Linked DNA regions of Sus scrofa: region 1 is linked to region 2. A link is a contact called in public promoter capture Hi-C data. All regions are on one chromosome and are shown on one strand. The core of a region is the stretch at or near the end of the contact, and the rest is flanking DNA. Distances in the headings are between cores, read along the strand shown. Region 1 holds the start of TIMM17B (mitochondrial import inner membrane translocase subunit Tim17-B). Region 2 has its middle 30 kb from the start of GLOD5.

Region 1 (5,782 bases), core at 2,137-4,636, 130 kb before region 2:
TTCTGGGTTCAGGTAAGATTATGACATACTGTTACTCAGACTTATCTGGTTTCAGAGTTTAGATAGGGATGCATTTAAAAATATATCCAGGGGTTCCTATCATGGCACAGCAGAAACGAAATCTGGCTAGGACCCTGAGGTTGCAGGTTCGATCCCAGGCCTCGCGCAGTGGGTGAAGGATCCAGTGTTGCCGTGAGCTGTGGTGTAGGTCACAGACATGCCTCGGATCTGGCGTTGCTGTGGCTGTGGCGTAGGCCGGCAGCTGTAGCTCTGATTCGACCCCTAGCCTGGGAACCTCCACACGCCGCGGGTACGGCCCTAAAAAGCAAAAAAAACAAAAAAGTGTATCCGGAGTTCCTGTTGTGGCGCAAGGAAATGAATCCAACTAGGAACCATGAGGTTGCAGGTTCGATCCCTGGCCTCGCTCAGTGGTTAAGGAGCTGGCATTGCCCTGAGCTGTGTGTGGTGTAGGTCCCAGATGCCACTTGGATCTGGCGTTGCTGTGGCTGTGGTGTAGGCTGGCAGCTGTAGCTCTGATTAGACCCCTAGCCTGGGAACCCCCATATGCTTCAGGTGTGGCCCTAAAAAAAATAAAAATTAAATAAAAAACGTGTATCCATGTTTGTTTAGTTCCTGTGTTCAGACAGTATGTGACACCCTGCTATCCAAATCTTTTTTTTTTTTTTTTTTTTTTTTGGTCTTTTTGCTATTTCTTGGGCCGCTCCCGCGGCATATGGAGGTTCCCAGGCTAGGGGTCCAATCAGAGCCATAGCTAGCCACCGGCCTACGCCAGAGCCACAGCAACGCGGGATCCGAGCCGCGTCTGCAACCTACACCACAGCTCACGGCAACGCCGGATCGTTAACCCACTGAGCAAGGGCAGGGACGGAACCCGCAACCTCATGGTTCCTAGTCGGATTCGTTAACCACTGCGCCATGACGGGAACTCCCCAAATCTATTTTTATGTATCGTTTTGTCTTTTTAAGGCCACACCTGTGGCATGTGGAGGTTCCCAGGCTAGGGGTCAAATTGGAGCTGTAGTTGCCACTCCAGGCCACAGCCACAGCGACACAGGATCCAAGCCCCACCTGAGACCTACACTGAAGCTCATGGCAATGCCAGATCCTTAACCCACTGAGTGAGGCCAGGGGTTGAACCCGCGTCCTCATAGATACTAACTAGGTTTGTTAACTACTGAGCCATGACGGAAACTCCCCGCTATCCAAACCTATTTGGACAAAATTAGTTTGAACAGCAAAGGTTTTATCTAAAAACGTCCAAATTCATTCAGTTCTCCAGCTTGGCAAATAGGGAGTTTCTGATTCTAGTATATTGAGTAGCAAGTTTGGAGAGCAAGGCATTTATCCAAACACTGCTCTGAATATATTCAGCTCCTGAGACCTGCAACTGTTTTCAGTTACTATCAACAGAATAAAAAAGGTGTATGAGTGGGGGTTCCCATTGTGGCTCAGCAATAACGAACCCGACTAGCATCCACGAGGACGAAGGTTTGATCCCTGGCCCTGCTCAGTGGGTTAAGAATCTGGCACTGCTGTGAGCTGTGGTGTAAGTCACAGATGCAGCTCGGATCTGGCATTGCTGTGGCTGTGGCATAGGCCAGCGGCTACAGATCTGATTCGACCCCTAGCCCGGGAACTTTCATATGCCGTGGGTGTGGCCATAAAAAGACCAAACATTTTAAAAAAGGTACATGAGTACCTGGACCTCAGTTGGCCGATCACAGGTTTCAACTGTGTATACAGCTAACAATGAAATGTCTATTTCAGCAATAACATAGTGCCTGTCACACAATAGGTCCAAAATAGATCATCAGCTATAATCATTAGTGTTGTTAGTAAGAAACGTACCACGGGCACAAGGCCCGGTATTCAGTAAGCTTAAAATAAATATCAATGACCATTATCCGTATTATTAACCAAAGATCTATGCTTGGCACACAACAAACCTGTAATAGATGTCACCTGTCAATAAAGTGAAAATGAGTTTTCCAGTACACGGCCACACCTTAGCCCAAAATAGATGCCAACTTTTACTGTAATGACAGTAAGGTATAAATACTGGCAACGGCAGCACAGCAGGCCAAAATGACAGATCCTATCATTATCCTTGTTTTGTTTTTTGTTTTTTTGCCTTTTCTTGGGCCGCTCCCGCGGCATATGGAAGTTCCCAGGCTAAGGGTCCAATCGGAGCTGAGCTGCCAGCCTACGCCAGAGCCACAGCAACGCCAGATCCGAGCCGCGTCTGCGACCTACACCACAGCTCACGGCAACGCTGGATCCTTAATCCACTGAGCAAGGCCAGGGATCGAACCCGCAACCTCATGGTTCCTAGTCGGACTCGTTAACCACTGCGCCACGACAGGAACTCCCCTACCATTATTTTACATACTGTAAACCATAATGCATATGCCAGCCACTTAAGCAGACCCGAAATACATGTCAGTTATTGAACTGGTGAACAAGTCGGTATATATCGCCTGAACAGTACCTGGCTCTACAGTAGATCTGAAAAAAATGTTACCTACTAGTATGGTAAAGAACAAAATATCAGCCTCCTCCCACTGTATTTGGTCCAAAAGAGGCTGTAATAGATGTCAGTTTACTATTAATATCCTTAGATACTCTTCCAGGGATCGATTGGATTAAATCTGGCGTATGAAGATCCAAGATAAGCATCAGCTGTCAGTATTAGGTACGACTAAAGCTGAAATGTCTATTCCCTGCCCCACCCCCACCGTAGGCGTCCGCGCGCACGCGGTAGGAATCGGCGTCAGGAATACGTATTGTTTACAACAAAATGTCTGCCAGCCCACTGCTTGGTATATAGTAGGCCCATACTAGGGATCGAGTGGCAATATCAACAACAAAGTGCCTGTCAAGCCTGGCACATGGTAGGCCCATCTGCTCTTAGCTCTCTCACCGGGCTCGAGATGTTTGAGGATGCCTCTCTTGGCCAAGCGGGTCTGCAACGCAACGGGCAGCGGCATAGCGGGTAGCAGACAGACCTAGGGAAGGACAGACGAGAAAGCAGTTCAGATAAGGATTTGAATCTGGAGCTCGTAAGCAAGCGCCTCTCCCCAACATGCACTCATCTAGACTCCCACCTACCCACCTGCACCAGGAGCTGGGCAACAGAACCTACCCGCTAAAAGGTGGAAGGGATAAACGGCAGTATCACCGAAATTCTCGCCAACTCTCCTCTCCAGGCGGGGTGCTCCGGGACAGGACTCCTCTCCCAGGCCTCCTCTCCCAGGCCTAGGCTCCACCCATCGCCGAAGGGGCCAAGCGCCGCTCCCCCGCGCCCCAGAAATGGGCTCACCCAACGTCCCCCAAAGACTGCCGGGTGGAAGGAACCAAGGAGCAGGGGTGGGGGGAGCAGGGTTTCCTCTAGCTCCAAAAAATGCGCCCACCCCGACATTACCAATACAGTCACGCGGGTTGCGGAAGGCTGTCAGACTGTCGGCCTCTCTCTCGACGCCTTTATGATCGCCAGGACCACGACTCTTTTTCTCCTGAGGGAAAGAATGAGGCCCTCTCTCCCTGAGCCAGAGGTAACTGGGCGACGCTCGGGCTGCAGAGAACAGATGACGGAAACCTAACTGGCCAATGAGAGTGCGCCTTGGCCTGACGTCTGGCGAAAGGACCCAATCATTACCTTGGAATAGGTGGAAAGCTCGGGCGCCTGTGTGCGTTTACAGTGGGGGTGTGGCCCGGCCGGGATTTAGCCAGACTGCGCGGCCGGACGCCGGCGCCATGGAGGAGTACGCTCGGGAGCCTTGGTACGGCGAGGGGCACAGGCCTCGGGACTCTTGCTGCGGCGCCACGGCCAGCGGTGGGAGGCGGGCGGGGGAGGCGCTGGCTACACAGCGCCACGTCCCAGACTCGGGAGACTTTTAAACGTTTGTTGTCTCCTTCCGCTCCCGTCCACTTGTTTCCTTACTTGGGCTCCGTTAAGAGGGGCCACAACTGTGTGCTTGAAGGAGCTGGTGCGGTGCAGGACGAACCACTCCACGTTTCCCTTGACTCTTGTCCCCGGTCCCTCTTGTTAACGGAAAGAGACACGTTGGTCGAATCCATTCCAGCCGGGGGGTGGTGTGTTGCTAGGCGGAAATCCCCAGGGTTACCGCGCGTGGTTTTTCCCAGGTCCCTTTGGTGAATGGAGGCGGGGCTTGGGTGAGCCCACTGTGGGCAAGGAGGGGGTGTCGGATCGTCCCCACGGTCTGCAGCTAGGTTTTTCCTCCCTCGTGCAAGGTGAAGAAAGGGAAGAGCGTGGCTGGACGAGCTCATTGTCGGAGGAGGGGGTGCGACCCCCGTTGTACTTTACAGTGCCAGCTTGTTAACACTTCCGTAGCGCTTATTTAAACGTGCCCACTCTTTGCTTGCAATCAAGTCATTTAATCTTTGCTAGCAGTAAACCAGTTGGCTGTGAAGGAGAGGGGCGGACAAGGGCAACGACTAATGTTTTTCCCCCTTCCGCACTGTTTCTTTGCGAGAATATGGAGGAAAATACCCTCTTTATTATTTGAAGTGCTGCTCCCCATTTGAGTGACGTAGTTTCTCCCAGCTGGAAAGTGTCCTTGTGACATAAAATGGGGGAGGGCTCACATTAACCCTATCCTCCCCTTCCCGCTTGCAGCCCATGGCGAATTGTGGATGATTGCGGTGGAGCCTTCACTATGGGTGTTATCGGCGGTGGAGTCTTCCAGGCCATTAAGGGCTTCCGCAATGCCCCTGTCGTGAGTCCTGACCTTCCTTGGGTGGTGCGGGGGTCTTGCCCCGCCCACATGGGAAAACCGCTTGGAGTGCCAGTCACGGGCACTTAATCATTCTGGTGCCTGCCCACCTACTGTGTGCCAGGCCTGGTTCCACGATCTGGGAGTTTGGGGGAACTGCATACATGACCTCTGCCCCTCACCCCCCACCCAACTGGAGCTCCTCTTTGGAAATGCTGTGCTGTCAAAAGGTTTTGTCATCACAAAACTTAAAGGTGTGTGTGCAAAGCCAGACAGATGTTACCTAAAGACAGACTCTGGGTTGGAAGCCTGGCTAGAGGGAAGTGATAGGAGTTTAATTGGCAGGAGGAGGACAGCCTTAAAATTGACAATATGCTTTTAATTGAACATACTCAATTCTGTCTCTCTGAACAACTCCCCCCTCCCCCTTCCTGAGAGATCTCATCAAATGTATGACTTTTTGGGTTTTTTGGTCTTTTAGGGCCGTACCTGCAGCATGTGGAAGTTCCCAAGCTAGGGGTCGAATTGGAGCTACAGCTGCCGGCCACAGCCACAGCCACAGCCACGCGGGATCTGAGCCACGGTTGCGACCTACACCACAGCTCAGGGCCACGCTGGATCCTTAACCCACTGAGCAAGGCCAGGGATCACGCCCGAGTCCTCATGGATACTGGTTGGGTTCATTATCGCTGAGCCACAACAGGAACTCCTCAAATGTCATGACTTGAAATGCCATTTAATGTCAGAGTCTCTGCAATTTCTCTCTCTAGCCCTGTCCCTCTCCCACCTTCTGGAACTCTCTTTTCTGGATCTTTGCCCGACTCTCTCCCTCTCTTCCTCAGGGTCTCAGCCCCCAACCCCAAAGAGGCCTTTACTGACTGCTCAGCCACTCTCAGATCTCTTCATCCTATTATCTCTATTACCTGCGGCTGTCTGAAGCTATCTGGTTCACCTGTGCCCTTGTTCAGGATCTGTTCCTCCTATACTGTGAACTCTGAGAGGGTAGGAGCCAGGTCTACCGTGTTCAC
Region 2 (5,983 bases), core at 2,285-4,784:
CATAGACCGGCAGCTACAGCTCCAATTTGACCCCCGGCCCGGGAACTTCCATATGCTGCAGGTGCAGCCCTAAAACAAACAAACAAAAAAATCTATCAGGTGTTGGGTACCTGTGTCTGGAGATCTGTGAGTGGTTTGGGATTCTCGGTCTTAGTGTGTGAGTTGTCCCAGCTCAGGTGCATCCTGAGTTGTATAATGTCAGGTTTTTGAGTATTTGGGGTTTTGTTTCTAGGCATGAGGTTTCTGCTCTTTTTGGTGATCCAGTTCCAGAGAGTGATGTGTCGGATCTATTAAGATCTTGTCTAGGCAGTAAGGTCACTGAGTTGTATCAGTGTCTCTTTTCCAAGGTATGATGTGTCCGTGTGTTTTTTTCTGGTCACAACCAAGGCATGTGAAAGTTCCTGGGCCAGGGATTGAACCCACATCACAGCAGCGACCCAAGCCATAGAAGTGACAATGCCTGATCCTTAACCTGCTGCACCACTGGAGAACTCTGGTCTGTGTTTTTGAATGGCTGGAGTTCTTGAATATGAAGTCTCATAGGCAATTTGGGGTTTATTTCTGGTGTCTGAAATCTTTGATCTGTTTCCTTCCTTTCTTTCCTTTTTTTTTTTTTTTTTTTTTGGCTGTACCTGTGACATACAGAAGTTCCCAGGCCAGGGATTGAACCTGAGCCACAGCAGTGACAATGCCAGGTCCTTAGGTCCTTAACCTGCTGAGACACCAGGGAACTCCCTGATCTATTTCTTTATTTAACCTGTGTGCCAGTTTGTAAAGTCCCTGAAATGTTTCCAGGTCTGCATCCAAGGTACGAGGTCTCTTTGTTGTTGTGAACTTTATATTTCGGGGCTTTAGGATATCTGAGATGTTTGGGGGCCTTTGTTACAGGGTGTTTAGTCTCTGCCCTGTTTTGGAAACTTTCTTCTGGGGCATGGGGTCTCTATGTTTTGATTCTGTGTTCCTGAATATAAAGTCTCATTAGCTCTTTAGAAGTTCCCATCGTGGTGCAGCGGAAACAAATCCAACTAGGAACCATGAGGTTGTGGGTTCGATCCCTGGCCTCACTTAGTGGGTTAAGGATCTGGCATTGCCATGAGCTGTGGTGTAGGTTACAGACGCAGCTTGGATCTGGCATTGCTGTGGCTGGGGTGTAGGCCGGCAGCTGTAGCTCTGATTAGACCCCTAGCCTGGGAACCTCCATATGCTGTGGGTGTGGCCTTACAAAGAAAAAAAAAAAAGTCTCATTAGCTGTTTAGAGATCTGCTTCCAGAGTCTAAGGTCACTGTACTATTTTTGGTTCTGCGATTGTCCCAGGGTGTGAGAGGCTCCTGCGATGTTTGGGAACATGCGTGCAGGGTGGTCACCTTTCTGAGCTGTGTGGGGTCAATAGCGCTGGTAGTGCCATCACTGAAGTGATTATGATTTGGCTCACAGGGTTTGGGTCACAGCTCTCTGAGCTGTTTGGGTGTGAGGTCTCAGAACGCGCTGCAGGGCTGGTGCTCCTGTCTTTGAGCATTTTTCCCCCACTTGCTTTTCCACTTACTCTCCCATTCATAGCATGGCCTTTTTAATTTTGTCTTTTTGCCTTTTCTAGGGCCATTCCCACAGCATATGGAGGTTCCCAGGCTAGGGGTCTAATTGGAGCTACAGCCACAGCAATGCGGGATCCGAGCCGCATCTGCAACCTATACCACAGCTCACGGCAATGCTGGATCCTTCACCCACTGAGCAAGGCCAGGGATCGAACCCACAACCTCATTGTTCCTAGTCGGGTTCATTAACCACTGAGCCACGACGGCAACTCCAACAGCATGTCCTGTAGACGGTTCCTCCAGCGGGTACATGTGTGACACCCTCATTCTGTTTGTGTCTAGGCCTCTGGATTGTTTTGTGGTCCATATCAAAAGGGTGAGGTCTTGGCTGGGATTTTTTTTTATTTTTCTTTTTAGGGCTGCACCTATGGCATATGTAGGTTCCCAGGCTCTAGGGGTTGAATCGGAGCTACAGCTGCCAGCCTACGCCACAGCCACAGCAACTCGGGATCCAAGCTGTGTCTGCAACCTACACCACAGCTCACGGCAATGCTGGGTCCGTAACCCACCGAGTGAGGCCAGGGATCGAACTTGCATCCTCATGGATCCTAGTTGGGTTTGTTAACCACTGAGCCATGAAAGGAATTCCTTAGCTGGAATTTTTGTTTTTGAAAAAAAAATTTTATTGTAATGATTTTTATGTTTTCCATTATAGCTGGTTTAGTGGTCTGTCAATTTTCTATAGTACAGCAAGAGACCCAGTCACACATACATATATGTCCATTTTTTTCTCACATTATCCTCCATCATGCTCCATCATAAGTGACTAGATATAGTTCCCAGTGCTATACAGCAGGATCTCTTTGCTCATCCATTCCAAAGGCAATAGTTTCTTGGCTGGGATTTTTAAGGTAAATCCCAGGGGGTGAGGTCTCTGAGCTGTTTGGGGGTCTGTGTCTGCGCTGTGAGGTATGTCAGCCATTTGGGATTCACATCCCAGTGTGGAGACGTTTTAATGTCCCAGGGAGTGAAGTCTCTGAGATGTTTGTAGGAGTCTGAGACTGAAGGATGCTATCTATGAACTAACTGTGTGTTCTCTGAGCTTTTTTGCCAGCTTTTGGCCAGAGTATGAGGTCTCTAGGCTGTTTTGTGGTCATTGTCCACAGTGTGAGATCCCTAAACTGTTTTGGACTCTGTGCCCCATGGGGTGAGGTCTCCAGGCTCTTTTGTGCTCTGTGTCCAATGATGGGATATTTCCTGAGCCATTTGGGGTACGTTTCCAGTGCTGAGGTCTCATTCCATCTCACAGCCAGCCTGTACGTGACAGTATAACATGAATCACTCTTTCCCCGCTAGTTGCGTGCTCCTTCCATTCTTGTGAGCACAGACCTGTGCATGTGTATTTCCTTAGAACACATACTTAGAAGTGAACTGCCAGGTCAGAGGAGTCATTTATTTAGCAGTCCCTACTTTGACTACCTAATGTGTGCAAAGCACCGTTTTAAGTGCTGCAGAGACACAGAGGAAACAGAAATCCATATACATCCTGGAGGTACTGCCATCCTAGTGGGAAGGTGTGTCATTTTTTTTATTCCGATAGATGTTGGCACACAAATTCACACTTTCATCAGTAGCACTGGGAGAAATGAAACCTCCTTATGGGCCAGGACTGCAGCAAGGGGTTGGATCCCTTGCCCTCGCTCTCAACAGGCTCATCAGATTTGGGATGGTCCACTGGGGAGATATGTGAGAGTGAGACGGGGAGGGAACATGGGCAGGGGGAGGAAGATGTGAAAGAGAAATATCTACTTAGTTGTATTGGCGTGAACCAATTGACATGATATCAACATCAGTGGAAAACTGATATGAAATAGCCCTTCTTAGGTCACGCACGCAGTGTGAGGGGTGGGAATGAATAGTTAATGATGAGACATTGCAGATCCTGGACACACCTTTGCGGGATGGGACAGTCCACTCTGGGAGGTACCACGGGGACGGGGGGGGGGGCCGTGTACTTTGGAAGAAACCACTGTGCATGTGAGGACACCTAAGACTTTGCGCATGGATCAGCCCCTGCCCCAAATGGAGAGAATGGCGATGCCCTGACCGACCTTGGCCTCGGAGGCCAGGCATGTGGGGGGAACCCCACCCTCAACCTGGAGCCTCCACCTATCTGGAAGCCGCCATCACCATGACCTTTCATTTGGTCCCGCCTGGGTTGGTTCTACCGAGTCTAATCAACAGCGGCGGGGTGGGGTGGGGGTGGGGTTGGAAGGCGGTAGCTGGAGCGGTGATTGGCTGCTGGGTGAGTAGGGTGGGAGCAAGTCCTGCCCTCAGCTATGATTGGCCGCCGTGAGATTGCCTACTCAAGCTCTTCCAGGGTACAGAGGTTTTCCCAAATCTCTTACAGGCTATGAGCCGGATCCCCCTGGCTCCAGGCTGTCATTGGCTACTGGTTTGGCGCAGGCGCTATGGCTCTCGGTTTGGCGTTTGGGGTTGCTGAGGCAGGGCTTTGGCTACTGGAGACTGTAGGTTCGAATCCCATCTAGGAACTTCAGTTTCCGCACCTGTAAAAGAAGCTGGCATTATTGGCTGACACAGATTGTGTCGGGTAATCTTTTCTATTCTCTTCTATCTGTTCTTTCTCTTTTTAAAACAATGCTTATTGCATCCCATTATATTGATTTCTGGATCCACTCCCAGGTCACAACAGCACTGAAAAAAAATTCTCCAGGGCTTCTGACATCCGTGTAACAGGCTGCCTCTGTAGGTCCGAGTCCTGCAGAGAAGGTTCAAGGCGATCTCACGATCCTCCTCCAAATCATCCCTTCCTCCCTCCGGAGAGGATGACTTGGAAGTTTCCTGTCCCCTCTGGTCCAGGCCTGAGTTGGGGTGTGGGGCAGTGCATGTATGAAGGAGTAGGGTGAGGGGCTGGGCCATACCCGGCTAGAGAGCAATGCATGATCTCATGCTGTAAGCTGGAGGGGCGTGTGGCAATTAAAAGGAGAATTTTGAAGGCGGGGGGAGGGGCGAGACTTAAAGGAGTAAACTTTTTAATGATGGGATTTTAAGTATCAGGCTGGGGAGATGTTCGGCTGAGTGTAGGTGAGTAGGAGGAAAGTGGTTCTCAAGTCAGTCAACTCATAAGGTTCCTGTGCTGTGTGCAGTTTGGGGGACTTGTGTCTGGAATGTCAAATCTCAGACTTGCGTTGGAATCTCAGTTCAGGGCAGGGCATCTCTGAACAAATTGTGAAGTCTCTCAGCTATTTTGAGGTCTGCATCACAGGGGTTTTAGGTCTTCCAGATGTTTGTGGGTCTCTGTCCTAGGGTGTGAAATCTCTAAGTTGTTTGAGGGTCCTTGTCTTTGCAAGTGTAGGGTTTTGGTTTTTGTTCTTTCTTAAAGTTGAATCTGACTTTTGGTTTTTGGCATTTCTTGGACTGCGAAAGGGGCTTAATGTTGTTTTCTGAGCTTGTGGAACGATGTATTTAAGCTTTATAAGTTACTTTTTATGTCCTTAGATCTTTTTCCCTTTAAAAATTATTTTGAAATCATTTGACTTAGAAAAAATTGCCGAAATAGTGCAGAGCTCTTGTATAACTTTTGCCCAGCTTCCCCTAATGTAAAGAACATACATAACCATGATATTATTTTATTTTATTTTTAATTAAAAAATTTTGTTTTTGTATTTTTTTTTTGTTTTGCCATTTCTTGGGCCGCACCCGCTGCATATGGAGGTTCCCAGGCCAGGGGTCGAATCGGAGCTGTAGCCACCGACCTACACCAGAGCCACAGCAATGCAGGATCCGAGCCGCATCTGTGACCTACACCGCAGCTCACAGCAATGCCGGATCCTTAACCCACTGAGCGAGGCCAGGGATCGAACCTGCAACCCCATGGTTCCTAGTCGGATTTGTTAACCACTGCACCACGACGGGAACTCCAACCATGATACGATTTTAAAAGCTGGAAATGAATGATACTTTTCCTAAGCTGTTGTTCACCTGTTTGGTGTGTGTCCAAGGTATGAAATAGCTGAGATCTTTGACCCAGAGCTCTCTTGGGTTCTGTGTCTCATCTGTGATGTCTCTAGATGCTACGTTTTTTCATCTTCCTGGTAGTCTCTGTCCCATAGAATGATGTCTTTGACTTGTTAGGGGTCTCTCAAGGGCATGTCATCTTTGAACAGTTGAGACTTCTGTGTTCAGTGTGTGAGGGCTTTTTGAGTTCTTGGCAGTCTATGTCCAAAGATCTGTGTACTCTCAGTTACTTTTTTTTTTTTTTTTGTCTTTTTGCCATTTCTTGGGCCGCTCTCGCGGCATATGGAGGTTCCCAGGCTAGGGTTAGAATCGGAGCTCTAGCCACCGGCCTACGCTGCCACAGGCACAGCAATGCTGGATCCGAGCCGCATCTGCAACCTACACCACAGCTCACAGCAACACTGGATCCTTAA

The links. Promoter capture Hi-C pulls out the DNA fragments that hold promoters and counts their contacts.
Region 1: a promoter capture Hi-C map of liver shows a contact between it and region 2, with 3 times the contacts expected there. The contact joins the promoter of TIMM17B here to the enhancer-like site in region 2. A contact is called at or near these places in 1 of 5 promoter capture datasets (liver), 5 of 47 Hi-C or Micro-C datasets (embryonic fibroblasts, heart right ventricle, liver and 2 more) and 1 of 2 datasets of contacts at active chromatin or transcription factors (alveolar macrophages).

Annotation. Positions count from the first base shown.
Region 1 is chrX:42,973,891-42,979,672 of Sscrofa11.1, reverse strand. TIMM17B (mitochondrial import inner membrane translocase subunit Tim17-B) reads left to right here and starts at 3,386. Exons shown (of 6, transcript XM_003360308.4): 1 at 3,386-3,800; 2 at 4,658-4,757. The coding sequence starts at 3,628. It overlaps PQBP1 (polyglutamine binding protein 1), which reads right to left and starts at 3,027. Exons shown (of 6, transcript NM_001246668.1): 1 at 2,942-3,027. The coding sequence starts at 3,008.
Region 2 is chrX:42,844,417-42,850,399 of Sscrofa11.1, reverse strand. No RefSeq gene overlaps it. Among named protein-coding and RNA genes, the nearest start is that of GLOD5, 30 kb to the left of the region's middle. Within about 2 kb of position 3,534, at least 70 of the 83 cell types and tissues checked have an H3K27ac peak or open chromatin away from gene starts, as enhancers often do. A contact at or near this core is called in alveolar macrophages, embryonic fibroblasts, liver and 2 more, where this site is marked.